2 separate regions of the Sus scrofa genome follow, and region 1 is linked to region 2. The links are chromatin contacts, called in public HiChIP or PLAC-seq maps. All regions are on one chromosome and are shown on one strand. Each heading gives the region's core, a stretch centred on a gene start, on an enhancer-like site or on the middle of the called end of the contact. The rest is flanking DNA. Distances are from core to core; before and after follow the strand shown.

What was found. HiChIP or PLAC-seq counts read pairs in DNA pulled down with a chosen protein or histone mark.
Region 1: a contact with region 2 is called in an H3K27ac HiChIP or PLAC-seq map of alveolar macrophages. The contact joins the promoter of CAMTA2 here to the promoter of RABEP1 in region 2. A contact is called at or near these places in 1 of 5 promoter capture datasets (liver), 11 of 47 Hi-C or Micro-C datasets (alveolar macrophages, blood, brain and 7 more) and 2 of 2 datasets of contacts at active chromatin or transcription factors (alveolar macrophages and skeletal muscle).

The regions. Positions count from the first base shown.
Region 1 is chr12:51,928,893-51,935,946 of Sscrofa11.1, reverse strand. It overlaps CAMTA2 (calmodulin-binding transcription activator 2), which reads right to left and starts at 4,153. Exons shown (of 23, transcript XM_021067750.1): 1 at 3,567-4,153; 2 at 2,175-2,269; 3 at 1,872-1,975; 4 at 390-457; 5 at 174-309. The coding sequence starts at 2,205. INCA1 (protein INCA1) reads right to left here. Exons shown (of 6, transcript XM_021067760.1): 3 at 6,216-6,329; 4 at 5,937-5,976; 5 at 5,469-5,662; 6 at 4,483-5,022. The coding sequence ends at 4,602.
Region 2 is chr12:51,856,541-51,863,002 of Sscrofa11.1, reverse strand. RABEP1 (rab GTPase-binding effector protein 1) reads left to right here and starts at 4,755. Exons shown (of 20, transcript XM_021067732.1): 1 at 4,755-4,902. The coding sequence starts at 4,770.

The DNA of each region.
Region 1 (7,054 bases), core at 2,904-5,403, 74 kb before region 2:
AAAGGGTCATGGAGAGGATGGGAAGCAGAGAGCGGGCCCAGCAGCTGGCTAGCTGATCCAAAGTGAGTGGAAAGGAAGCAGTGACTGGGAGGGTGCTAGGCAGAGGATGTGCCCCAGCCCAGCTAAGGGTGGAGAAGGGGCGCCGGGGCAGGTGAGCTGGAGGCCTCGCTTACCTCCATGCCCTGGACCTTCAGCTTCATGTGGTCCTCTCGGGTGGTCTTCCCGTCTTTCCGCTTCTTCCAGAGGTAACCATCCTTCCGGTATTTCACCTTCTTGCGGTTGTAGAGGATAATGGAGCCATTCTGAGGCCTGAGGAGGACGCGTTGGTCTCGTGCTCTGTGAACAGAACCAGGATCCCTACCAGCCCCCACCTTTGCCAACTCTCTCACCTTGTCTTGGGGGCACAGGATAGCCACTCATCATGCTTCTCGAAGGTGATCAAGTAGGATGCAATCTCCTGCAGGAGAGGAGGCACTCAGGTTTGCGTCCCCTTCCCCAAGTCTCAGCCTGGCCTCTCGGTCATCCCCTCAAGTCTCACTCTACGCTGCATTCCAGCAGCTCGTCGGGGACGTGGCCCAGTATCTGGACCCAGCAAGGCCCACCGCCCTCCCAAGCATCCCAGGTTGTTCCGTCTCAGGCAAAAGTCTAACCTTCTCTTCCTTCCTTCTCTCTCAACCTGCAGGCCGGGTCCAAGGTCTCTGTCATCCATTCTTCACGCGGCATAGCTATTTTACCCTTGCTAAGTCCCATTTTTGTGCCATTTCCTGGCTCAAAAAATGTCAATGGTTTGATACTGCCAGGAACTCCAGACTTCTCAACCTGAAGCCAAGGTTTTTCCAGACCAAGGATCTTCATTCCCACTATTTCCCTGAACTGCATCTATCATTCCATGGTCAGACCGGCCCACCAACTCCTCTGAACGTGCCCTGGGCAGCTACCTGAATACGAGTGCCCTACAGGCCTGAAATGCCACGTGCACATTTCTCTGAGCCCACAAAGCCTAGCCATCCTGTAGACCGAATCCCTTCCCAGATCTCCAGGAAGCGCCTCTGAGGACCCAGCCCTTCCTGCATTTACAAAGATCATACACACATGCTCTTTTGCTGACAGTTCTCCTCTCATTAAATAGTCAAATCCATCATGACCAACCACAAGTACACACAAAGCACCGTGTGTGGGGGGCGTACAGAGGTGTGTGCCCTCCAGAAGGAGCCCCCATCAGTGGTACTTACAGAGCAGGGGCTAACTAGTCAGTTTCCTAACCTACACCTCGAGGATAGCAGCAGCACCGGCTCTACAACGTCTTTGGAGAACTGAATGAGATAATGCATGTCAAATGCTTAGCATAGTGCCTCGTTTGTAGGAAATACTTCCTTTTTTTTTTTTTTTTTTTTTTGTCTTTTTGCTATTTCTTGGGCCACTCCCGTGGCATATGGAGGTTCCCAGGCTAGGGGTCGAATCGGAGCTGTAGCCACCGGCCTACGCCAGAGCCACAGCAACGTGGGATCCGAGCCGCATCTGCAACCTACACCACAGCTCATGGCAACGCCGGATCATTAACCCACTGAGCAAGGGCAGGGACCGAACCCGCAACCTCATGGTTCCTAGTCAGGTTCGTTAACCACTGCGCCATGACGGGAACTCTGGAAATACTTTCTAAGTGGTAGATATTATTCTTACACAGGTGAACATGCCAAAGAGAAGCCAGTTCTCACAAGACATAGGTCTTTATACCTCTCCTATGATCCCCAAAGCGCCGAGAACAGTACCCTGAAATTGAGAGTGTCAGCAGGCACAGGAAGACCCCCATTCATGCTCCTCCAGCCCACCAGGCCCTCCGAGGCCCTAATCTCCCAGGCTCCCGAGAAAACCTCGTTTGTGTTCCACCGGAGCCGCTCTGGAGGCAGCAGCGGACAGCGAGGAAGACACTCCAGCAGCTTCTTGGGGAGAAAGATCTTCAGGTGGTGGCTGTTCTCTAGAGGGAATTAGAAGGGAGAGCTTCGTGTGCTGCCCTGACAGCCCTGTGACAGCCCAGGGGACAGGGGCCGAACCCAGAGCACTGGGGGAAGTAAGACGATGACAAGGAGTGCAGGGATCCAAGAATCAGAAGATCACCACCACTCCAGGAGGAAAAAAGGCTGTGCCCAAACTGGGAACCTGGACTGTGAACTCACCAGCAACCTCGGTGGTGTCCTTGGTATTCATGGTGAGGGCTCCAGGGGGCAAGATCACCCCCGGCCAGAAGGGCCGGGGGGAGGGGGAGTCTGTGCTGAGAAGGGAGAGAACAAGGTCATGGCAGAAGCCCCCACGCTAATGGATGAGAATGAGGTGGGAGATGGGTACAGAACTGGGTCATGATATCTGGGAAAGATAAGGAAGAGAGAGGAAGCGGTTGGACTGTGATGACAGAGTACAGCCGGGAATGGAGGAGAGGGACAGCCCAGCCATGGGCCAGTAACGAACACGAGCGGGGAGACACGACAGGACAGAGCCGTCAGGAAGAGACCGGCCCGGTGGGGGAGGGGAGAGAAGGCCGGCGGGGCTGGCGCGTTTCAGAGGCCCTACAGCCTGGGCTCTTGTGAGGCTGGGGCTGCGATGGGGTCAGGTCCTGGGGCTGGGACTCAGAGCATCCGGTCCTTGGAGAATGGTCTGACAAATAAGAGCCTGGATGCTGGGGGCAGGGCAGGAGATCTAAGTCCGGGTAGAGAGCTAGGCCTTAGAAGACACACCCTGAGTTCCTTCTCTATTTGATTTTTCCAAGGGGAAGGGCAGATCTGCTAACTGATTATAATCCACACCCTCTCCTCCAGGCTGGTCAGGGCCTGGGAGAAACGGAGCTACACACCCAGGACCCAGCCTCCCACCCTCAGGACAACCCATCCTCCACCCTGAGACAGACCGCCCTCTCCTCTCCTATCCCTCCGCACCTCTCTCCCCAAAGCCTCTGCTTCCCTTGGCCTCCAGGCCTACCCTACCCCATCTACCACTCTGGCTCCAGCCTGGGCCCCCACCCTTCTGGGGGAACAGATGGAAGCTGGAGGATGCTCTCGGCGCGGGCTCCGCCAGGTGTCCGGGGATGGAGAGGGGGCAAGAGGCCCGTCCGAGCTCGGCTGTGTGCAGCCGAGCCTGGGTTGGGTAAGGACTCCGCCCCAGGGCGCAGGTGCGAAGTCCGGGCTAGGCAGCCAGCCAGGGTGCGGAGCGGGCCGGGGGCTGCCCCTCGCGGCGGTGCGGTGGTCCCCAGGGACGCTCCGAGGTGGGAGGGTCCCGTCTCCCGCCCGCACGTCGGGATGTCCTGGAGGAGCTGCGGCGCGGAGTCCGCGGGTGCACGGCGAGCGAGGGGCAGTGCGGGTGCGGGGGTCCCCGGGACGGTCCGGCCCGGCCGGTCCGCCTCGGGGCCCTGCGCCGAGCGGCGCCCCCTGGCGCGGGGGAGGAGGACGGAAGCGGGGAGTCGGGGCGAACCCGGCGGAGGGCCAGTGGTCCCCGGCGCGGTGCGCCACGTCCCGGCCGGCGGAGCTGCGCCCCCTGGCGCGGGGGCGGAGAGGCGGGCGAGAAGCCCTGGCTCTTACCTCCCGGGGTCCCGCGGGTGACGGCGGCAGCGGCCATTCTACCCCACACCGACCCCCCCCCAGCGCCGGCTGACAGCGGCGTCCGACGTCACTGCGCACGGGGCGGGGCCTCCCAATTAAGGGGCTGAGGGTCGCGACTGGAACCTGGGGTCAGCGGCACACGTGGGGCTCTGGGTGGGGCGCCAGCCCGAGGCCCTCGGCTTCCAGGGCCCCGAGCCAGGCCGAGGGACGGACTGCCGGGCAGTCCCAGGAGGGGCAGCCGTGCCGAGGGGCGGGATGCCGGGGTCCCGGAGGCGGAAGCTCGGCGACTGACGTGACCTCGGCCGGGGAAGTGGGGCGCGGGCGGCCGGCAGCGCTGCTGGGCGGGGAACGCAGGAGCGGGGCAGGACTTCATTTGGGGATCCAGCCCTTCATTTGAGCGGGGTTCCCTGCGAAGGCGAAAGGAGCCCCCCTCCCCACGAGCCTCTCCATCACTGCTCGGCGGAAAGAAAGACAACTCAAGGGCTCAACTTGCTGGGTTTTGGTAACAGAACAGAGAAGAGCGCACAGGGGCAGGGAGCCGGCTTGGGGGACGCTGGGGAGCTCCTGTGAGAGGGGCGGGGCGGGCTGGAAGCCAGGGGGCTGTCTGCGCCTAGTCCAGAGGATGGGAGAGGAGGGTGGGGGGCCAAGGAGAAGGGGAAGGCCTGGACGTCGGAAATGCCGGAGATTCCAGCGCCGAGAACTCGTCTTGGGCCCGAGGCACGCCCGCACCTTGGGGTGGACGGCTTCTCCTTACTCCTCAGACCACAGCTCCATCCCCCAGCGACTGCAAACGGGGTCCCTACTGGCTGTGGCGGTGCTGAAGGAGGCCAGAGAACTCAGCCCCCTGGAGAGACAAGACCTCTCCTGGCCCAGGGGACTCCAGGGAGACCAAAGCAGCTGTACGGATGACAAAGATAACGAGAGAATCAAAAAGAAGTCTCTCTGCAGATTTCCTAGTCCCCAAACCCACCCTCAGCCCCCAGTCTCCGGCTCTTAGCTACTTTATTTTTCATTTTACTTTATTTTTATGCCACGCCCGAAGCATGCAGAAGTTCCTGGGCCAGGGATAGAACCTGCGCCACAGCAGCGACCCGAGTCACAGCAGTGACAATGCTGGATCCTTAAGTCACTGTACCGCAGGGGGCCAACCTTTATTTTTGTTCCTCTCAAATCCATCTGTCCAGTGCGGTTCTTGGCTTCTGCTGTCTCTCCATATAAGACATCCACGTCCCCTCCACGCCCCCGCCCCAAGTCCCTCTTCAGCCCTACCTGGGCCCTGCCAGGACTGAGGAGGTCGTCCTCTTCCCTTGGGGAGTTTGCCCTCTCCTCCTCCGGATCAGGGTGTCGCCGGGTGCTGGGTTGTCCACAGCCGTCTTCATCCAGCCCCAGCGGCTCAGGTGCAGCCCCAGAGCTGCCCCACTGGGCTTTCTTCAGTCTATGGAGACTTTAGGTTTAGGAAAGAGGTGCCTGGAAGCCAGGCTCCTGCCTCTCCGTTCTTCATCCTTTCTGCCCTGAAAGCCTCCCTGCTGGCACCAGGGGTGTTGTCTCCACTCCCAAATTTCTGCTCCCCTCAGACTGGAGTATTTTCAGTCCAGGGGCTCAGATGTACCCCCTAGCTCCCCACTAGCCTCTAGTTCTAGGGCGTGCTTTCCTTTCTTCAGTGGCCTGAGTGCCACCCCCTCCAGCTCTTAGGGCTCATCCCCCATCCCTGAGTTCCCTCCTCCTTCCCATATTATGAAACTGCTGCTTCAGTCCTACCGAGACCATGGCTCATTCCCAGACAACCTCCAATTCCTTCAAAGTTCTCCACCTTTTCCTTAGTTCAAACCATCCTGTACCCATACCCTATCTGCCTCCCAGAGCCCAGACATCTGTCCTTACTCATTGATGATTCTCTGTCGCCTCCTTAGATCCTCCAGGTGATAAGTGACAGCCCTCACTCGGGCTGGGATGCTCCCAGATCCCTGCTGCATTCCTGCCAAATGTTGCCTCCTTCTCTTTCTTCTGCAGAGCATCTCCGGGGGTGGGAGCCCCTCAGGGGGGTACAGGCCAAGCTGGGAGCAACCAGTGACTCTCTGTGCCAGAAAATGAGGAAAAGGAGCTAGAAGGCAAAACTGAATCTCTCAGGGGAGCTGGGACAGAAAGAGGGGGTCAGGGGTCTTGGGAAACCCAAGTCATGAAAATGCACCTGTGATCTGGAAAACATAACTGATTCTTAGAAAGGAGGGCCGGGTTAGTGCACTGGCTGGGGGATGCCACAGGGAAGGGGTAATAAGGACCGCCCGGGATAGGATGGCAGTGGGTGCAATTTTAACCGAAACACGTCAAAGGGCAGAAAGTTTGTCACACCAGCAAGGGTGGGGTGTACGGTTCCTCCATCCAAGTGGGCCTGTGAAGCACAAAAAAAGGGGGCTAAGAGCAGAGATAATACTCCCATCCATATCGCTTCTCTAATGACCCCTCCCAACCACCTCCCTGGCATTAGGAGCCACAATGTCCATCAGCCAGCGGGATGATTATCCCCTAACTAGTGCTTATTGCTACTGTAAGGCTTTACGGTAGTTTAAGATGGTACAGCCTCCCCGCCTCACTTCCACTTGGTCCCCGTTTTTCTCCATTCATACCAACCTGGGCTTTTGACTAAGGTTCTCCCAGAAGGTGTTTCCATAATGCCGGGGTGTCAGTCTGAGGCTCTGGGAAGGCAAGCTGGGGGGTGGCGATCGGCTGACCACCCTGGAACACCTGATGTGAGGACAAGGTAGGCTTGGGTCTTGCTTTTCCCTTAGAGCATCTACTCATGCCAGGAATTTAGGGGTCTTATCTTACCATGGGACCTTACGGCCGCCCAAGCTCCCTCGGGCCATGTCCCTTATCCATTTAAGCTGAGGACGGTGGCAAGGCCTTTGCTTTGAGAGGCGATTGGAGCTAGAGTGAGGGTCCATTAGCAATTGTTTGAACTTCAGATCTCGCTGACTCTCAAGCTCTGACACCTCACAACCAGAGAACATCTTATTTAGCAAGCAGGGCTCTTAAAGAGGAAGGTCCGAGTACTTAGGTGATGTGACAGGTTCCTTTTAGTCAATGCAAGGCTCCAGGAGAGCAGAACCTCTGTTCACCCCTGCCTTATCTCCCCTTCTCAGAAATACGAATATCCTTTTGGTACAGAGGGATGTGCAAAGCTGTTTGAGAACAGTTCTCGTCACTTCCAAAATCCCCAGACCGAATGATGTTTGGTGCCCTGGGGCTTAGGCCTGGGCCCTTTATCTTTTTCATCTCCATCCCTCCTTAGGTGATCTCACCCAGGTCCATGACTTTAAATACCACCGATGTTCTGACGAACCCAAATCTATATTTTCAGCTCGGGCTCCTCCCCTGGACTCCAGACTGACAGGTTCAACTGCCCCCACAACGCCTCCTCCTTAGCCTTCCCCATCTTGCTGAAAGTCACTCCAAATGCCCAGTTGCTA
Region 2 (6,462 bases), core at 3,506-6,005:
TCTAATCAGAGTTGTAGCCGCCAGCCTACGCCAGAGCCACAGCAACACCGGATCCGAGCTGCGTCTGCAACCTACACCACAGCTCACGGCAACGCCGGATCGTTAACCCACTGAGCAAGGGCAGGGACCGAACCTGCAACCTCATGGTTCCTAGTCGGATTCGTTAACCACTGCGCCACGACGGGAACTCCTACAGCTCCAATTTGACCCCTAGCCTGGGAACTTCCATATGCCACAGGTGCAGCCCTAAAAACCAAAAGAAAAAAAGAAAAAAGAAGTATTCATGTAGGACTACTTTGATCTGGATAACAAATAAGTTCTTTTTTTTGCCTTTTCTAGCGCCGCTCCCTCGGCATATAGAGGTTCCCAGGCTAGGACCTACACCACAGCCACAGCAACGCCAGATCCTTAACCCACCGGGCAAGACCAGGGGTCAAACCCGCAACCTCATGGTTCTTAATTGGATTCGTTAACCACTGAGCCAATCCCAAATAAGTTCTACTTACATGGGAATTCGGACTAATTAGTAGCGGTTTCCTGGAGTCTTATGACGAAGGGGCTCTAAGGCAGACTTGGGGTTCAGTGGGCAGGGGCACTGTCGAGGCTGGGTGGTGTCTTAACCCTGGTGCCAAGTGGGCTCATTACTTTGCTGCTTCATGGAGACTCCAGAGCCTTGGAGGGCTGCCTCATACCCTGGGGTACAGCTTTCTTGTGCTTTGTCCTCTGATCACTTGCTCCCTTGCACATTCTGTGGCGTCTATTTCCAGGGCATCCCACCTCCTGCTCTCCTTCCTCAAAGCTCAGCCCCGACTCCCCTGCCAGGGCAGCCTTCTCTTCCCCGTCTCTCTGCCTGGCACCAAACCATGGAGCAGAGAGAGTGAGGTTTCCAGGTGTTGCTGCATTTTTTCCCCCTAGGGCTGCACCCTCGGCACGTGCAAGTTCCCAGGCTAGGGGTCGAATTGGAGCTGCAGCTGCCGAGCCTATGCCACAGCCACAGCAATGCCAGATCTGAGCCACATCTGCAACCTATACCACAGTTTGCGGCAGTGCCAGATCCTTAATCCACAGAGCAAGTCCAGGGATGGAACCTGCATCCTCACTGGATACTAGTTGGGTTCTTAACCTGCTCAGTCACAAAGGGAACTCCTGTTGATGCATTTTATCCCACGTGAAAGGGGCTGTGGTTTCCCCTGAGGGAGACCCTGAGTGGTCCTTCCTGGACCCTGAAGGCCTTTCTTAGGTTTGGAACTTGCCCAAGAAGGCTCTGTTGTCCTGGCACAGTGATAACATGACCTGGCTGGATTGGGCTCAGAACCGGCTGCTCTGGGCTCCCTGGTGTACCTGTTAACTCTAGAGAAGTTGCCCTTTTGCTTTACTTCCCTGCATCTTCAGAGCTGGAGGTGCAAGGGAACACGGCCTAGTTGGGCTCTGACGCAGGTTCCTCTGGGTGCTTTATATGAGTATTTCATGTGCATATGAATATTTCAGGTCATGAGCCCGGCATGGCCAGTGCCTCTCAGTCGTGTCATGCAGTCCTGGCTCTCAAGGAACACTGTCCATCTGGGGGAAACGGTATGTTCATAGGAACTGGTTAAGTCATGAAGGCAGCCCGTGTTTTGGTATACTGGCGGGGGAGGGGGGAACTTTGGTCTGGAGGGGGTGAGGTTGGCGTTGTCGAAAGGAGAGGAGGCAGGATCAAGGCGGGAGGTGGTACCGAGGATCCCGAAGGAGATGCGGGGAGTCGGGAAGGGGAGAGAAATGTACAGACAGAGAATGCTGTCCAAGCTGGTGACCTTGTGTCAGGTCACACCCCGGGCCAGGGTTACTCGCCGGAGGGACTAGGGCTTTTGAAAGACAGGCCAGTGTGCAAGGTGGCTGCTTTTGGTGATTTCTTCCAGAATCCCCACAATGCCTTACACGTACAAAGCTATTTAAGTCTGAGGGGACACTGAGTGCTGTTCCTAATAGTTTGGTAATAGCTTGGAATGTGGTTTATAGACAGTTGAAAATGTCATTATGATCCGCCCTGGGTCCAAAGCAGAGTTGTAAGCTATTCCGAAAGATGACATGGTTGTGAAGGATAAGAGGGGGTGTAGCCCTCCTTCCCACATCTTCCACAGATGGAGAGAAGGGACGAGGGTGAACAGGAGCAGTGTGTCTCTTATTTTCCACATACCTGTCTCTGTGTGAATTCAAGGGAGTGGCCAATGGTCCTATCTGTCATAGCCTCTCTTTTTTGCAAGAGCAGCAAAACTGCTCATACCTACCTATAAAACTCAAGACGGAAGTCCCAGGCATGTTGGGAGATCGTGAAACATCAGCCCCTGCCCAGGCATACACATCCGTACACACACTGGGCACGAGAATGCTATTTGGGGGCCGTACGCCTCAGTCTCCTTCCCTCAGTAAATCCCCACTGCTGCAAATGGCCCCTACATTGGCCATGCAGTGGTGGGCAGGGCAGTACCCAGAGTACGACTTAGCCTTTTTCTGCTTAACCCACGTACAAGGGCTGATTAAATGAAGCACTGTTACTGCCTGGGCCAGTGATGACCAGAGTTTAGTGTGCATCAGAACTCCTGAATGGCTTGTTAAAACACAGATTTCTGAGCCCAACTCTAGAGTTTCTTATTCAGGAGGTCTGCGAGGGGAGCCTGAGACTTTGCCTTTCTAACCCTCGTCCCACATGCTGCTCTTGCTGCTGACTCAGACACCTCACTTTTTCTCTTTTTCTGGCCACAGCGGCCTGCAGCAGCTTGATGTGGGATCTCAGTTCTCAGACCAAAGACTGAACTGGGCGGCGGTGGTGAAAGTGCCAAATCCTAACCACTAGACCACCAGGGAGACTCTCAGACACCACACTTTTTGAATCATTGACCTAAGCTATTGGTTTTCAACTTTGCTGGGTGTATGTTAGAACTGCTTGGAAAACAAACGAAACAATAAAGTCCAGACCATACCTCAGATCAGTTTCAACAAAATCTATGTGGGTGGCGCCAGACAGCAATATTTTTAAAGACCCCTCCCGTCCCTAAGACAGACAACCGTTAAATGTAGGTGCACTAGATAAAAGTCAGTAGAACCAAATGTCTCCCAGTCTTGGTCTGAGGCAGGAGGCTTTTTAGTATGGACATCTTTCCTTGGGGTGAATGCAGCTGGCAGTGATGGTGATGATGGATCATAGCCTGGACAAAAGTTTGAGCCGAATGAATAGGGTTGAAGTAGCAATCATGGGAACTCCCATTGTGGCTCAGTGGGTTAAGGACCTGACATAGTCTCTGAGAGGATGTGGGTTAGATCCCAGGCCTTGCTCAGGATCTAGCATTGCAGAAACCTGCGGTTGCGGCTTGGATCTGGTGGTGCAGTGGCTGTGGCATAGGCCTGCAGCTGTAGCTCTGATTTGACCCCTAGCCTGGGAACTTCCATATGCTGCAGGTGTGGCCATTAAAAAAAAAAAAAAAAAAAGCAATCATGGCAATGATAGAAACGCTGACTAAGGCAACAGAAGATGATTTCTGGGCAGAAGTGAAAGACCTCTGGGGAAGTGGAGGCCATAAATTTCTTTTGGGGCTCTTTTCCAAAATGCATGATTTTCCCCACTAGCTGTCAGCAGCCTGGGCAAAGAAACCGAACATTTTAACTGATCCGGATTAATAAATTTCCCGCGCACTTGCAGACAGTAGAGCAAAAGGGTTAAGGATATTGGTGTGAGAATGGCCACAATGATGGACCTTATAGTCTAGGGCCTCATCCCAGTGAACGCAAGTGAAAGCTTTTTTTCCTTTTCTGATAGGTTGTGTACTGGATATATATGTAATATTACTTTCTGTGATCAGTCACTCTCTTCTCTATTCCACAGGGATTATGGGGAGGCAAACACAGAAGCCTCCTCCCACAAAGGGCGAAGATGGGTAACCCAGATTTGGTTAATGCTACTATCCTTTTACCCTGAATACCATGATTGGTCCAGGGGTGAGCACCAGACCTAAACAAGGCCAATCGCAGGCCTTCCCTGATATTTGGGGTGGGCGGCCGAATTTGCGGCGGCTTTAGATAGGATAGAATGCCTCTTCCACGTAGTCACCTTTGAACCGAGACCTGAATAACAAAGTTTGCGGTGCACAGGAGTGGCAGAGGAAGTAACAAGTACGAAGGTTCAAAATTCAAGAAATACGGAGACTAGAATGGAAGGCCGTTCCCAGTGCCTAAACTCTTAATTTCTGCTCAACCTTCAGATATCAGCCCAAACTTCACTCCCTCCAGAAAGTCCTGCCCGACCTCAAGAGCGGGTCTCCCTTCGCCCCCAGTAGATGACGGGCCTGTCCTAGGACGTAGGGATCTGTTTATCAGGCTCTTGGTGCGCAGGGAAGGGAGTGACGAAATAAGGGCTACAGGTGGTGGTTTAGGGGGTGTCGCGCGATCTCTGCCCGGCGGGCGAGAAAGCGAAGCCCACCTCCAGTTTCTCAAGCTCAGATCAATGCTTCGGGGAGCGATAGCAGCGCGCAGAGGGGCCAGTCTTAGGACGGAAGTGCATCCCTGGAGCCGTTCTAGGAAACTCGGAGGACCTAGCTCGTCAGTGATCCTGGGGCTAACTGGTCATCGCCCAGCACACACGGCCACTCCAGGGAGCTGGTGTGGCAGGCAGCGGCGAAACGGGGCTTGAGTGAGGGCGAGAACCGGCGCAAAAGAAGCCTGGAAAAGGGCGAGGAGGAGCGGGCGTGCCGACCACCTGTTCCTCCCTGGAGTGCGGCGCGCGCTGATTGGCTGGAATGTCGCCCGGGGACCGGAAGTGGCCGATGCCCGTCGCCCGTGAAACCAAGACAACAGCTGTGGTTCTGCGCCGGCGGGCAGAGCGGCGCGGGGAGCCCGAGCGGAGCGAGCGTGGGGCCGTAGCTGTCTGCGGTGAGACCTCATTCCGTCCCTACAGGGGCCGGAGGGCACTGGGCTCCCGACCCCCCTGGCCCGCGCGCCGCGTGAAAACCCTACGTTTAGGCCGGTGTCAGACCCGGTTCGCTCTCTGACCTTGGACTTTATGGTCCCCCCTCCCCCTCCCCTCCATTTCCCCACCTGCAGACGCCCTGGGCAGGGCCCGGGCCCGTCCCCGCCCTGGTTCCCTGCCTGTCAGCCGCGGACGCGGGAGCAGCAGGGACACCCCCTTCCTCGGTCCCGACGTGGGGGGCCGTGGGAGCTGTGGTTTCTTCACAGTCCATTCCCAAGTAAACTTCAGCGACGAAATGGCGGGCGGTGTCAAAAACTTCAGGCCTCTTGGTAGACTGTGGCCAAGGCAGGCATGCGGGATATTGGCCTATGAGGGTTTAGCTGTAGAAAGGAGACAGGTTTGAGCGTAGAGTTAATAGAGCCTTCTTGATTGTGGGAACCAGGAGAGGAGGACAGACGAAAGGAGGGTACTGGTGCTTTAATTAAATGTCATCCAGATTGGGAGCAGGAACTTATTTCTACAGATAGTTATTGACATCAGCTGTGTCAGATCCTGTTCTAGGCTCTTTAGATACAAAAATGAATGAAATATCCAGTTAGTCCTCAAGGATGTCACAGATTTATGTAGATAAGACATTTACACCAACTTATTTAACAGTTATTTACCAGGTATCCAAAATGTGCTAGGCACTGGGATTCTATCAAGGTGAATAGACCACCATCTTTACTCAAGGTCTAAAGAAGGAGAAGCAGAGATGAAAATAGGCTAACAGTACATTGAAGTAACTACTGCAAATTGGACTCTTGGGGACAGGGAAGGAGAATGGAAGACACTTCATGTTTGAGCTGAGTCTTGTAGATGTTTGTTAAGTGCACAAGGTGGGCAATAGTATTGCAGGAACCTGTTCTCAAAGGCAAAGAAGCTTTAAAGAGTAAGATGTGTTTGGGAGTTCCCTGGTGGCTCAGCAGGTTAAGGATCCCGTGTTGGCACTGCTGGGGCTTGGGTCCCTGATGTGGTGCAGTTTCCATCCCTGACCCTGGGAACTTCTGCATGCTGCAGGTGCAGTCAGAAAAAAAGAATAAGGGAATTCCTGTTGTGGCTCAGTGGTAGCAAACCCATGAGGACGGAAGTTTGATCCCTGACTTTGCTTAGTGGGGTGTGGTGTAGGTCACAGACTCGACTTGGATCTGGTATTGCTGTAACTCTGACATAGGCCAGCAGCTGCAGCTCCGATTAGACCCCTAGCCTGGGAACTTCCATAAGCCTCAAGTGGGGCGCTAAAAAGCAAAAAAAGAGAAGTATTTGAGCTGCAGGACCCTAAACATGACTGCAGCTTCCAGCAGTCACTGGCGAGGGTAGGACAGAAGATGGGGAGACTGGGGGCCTGACGGGGGTGGGGTGGGTGGCAATTAGCCCTGTGAGGTTTCTATCCTGTAGCCCGAGGAGAGCAATGAACAGGATGTGACATGATAACTGTAGCACAAAGAAAGAGGTGAATGAAGTGCTGGTTCAGAGGACCAGGG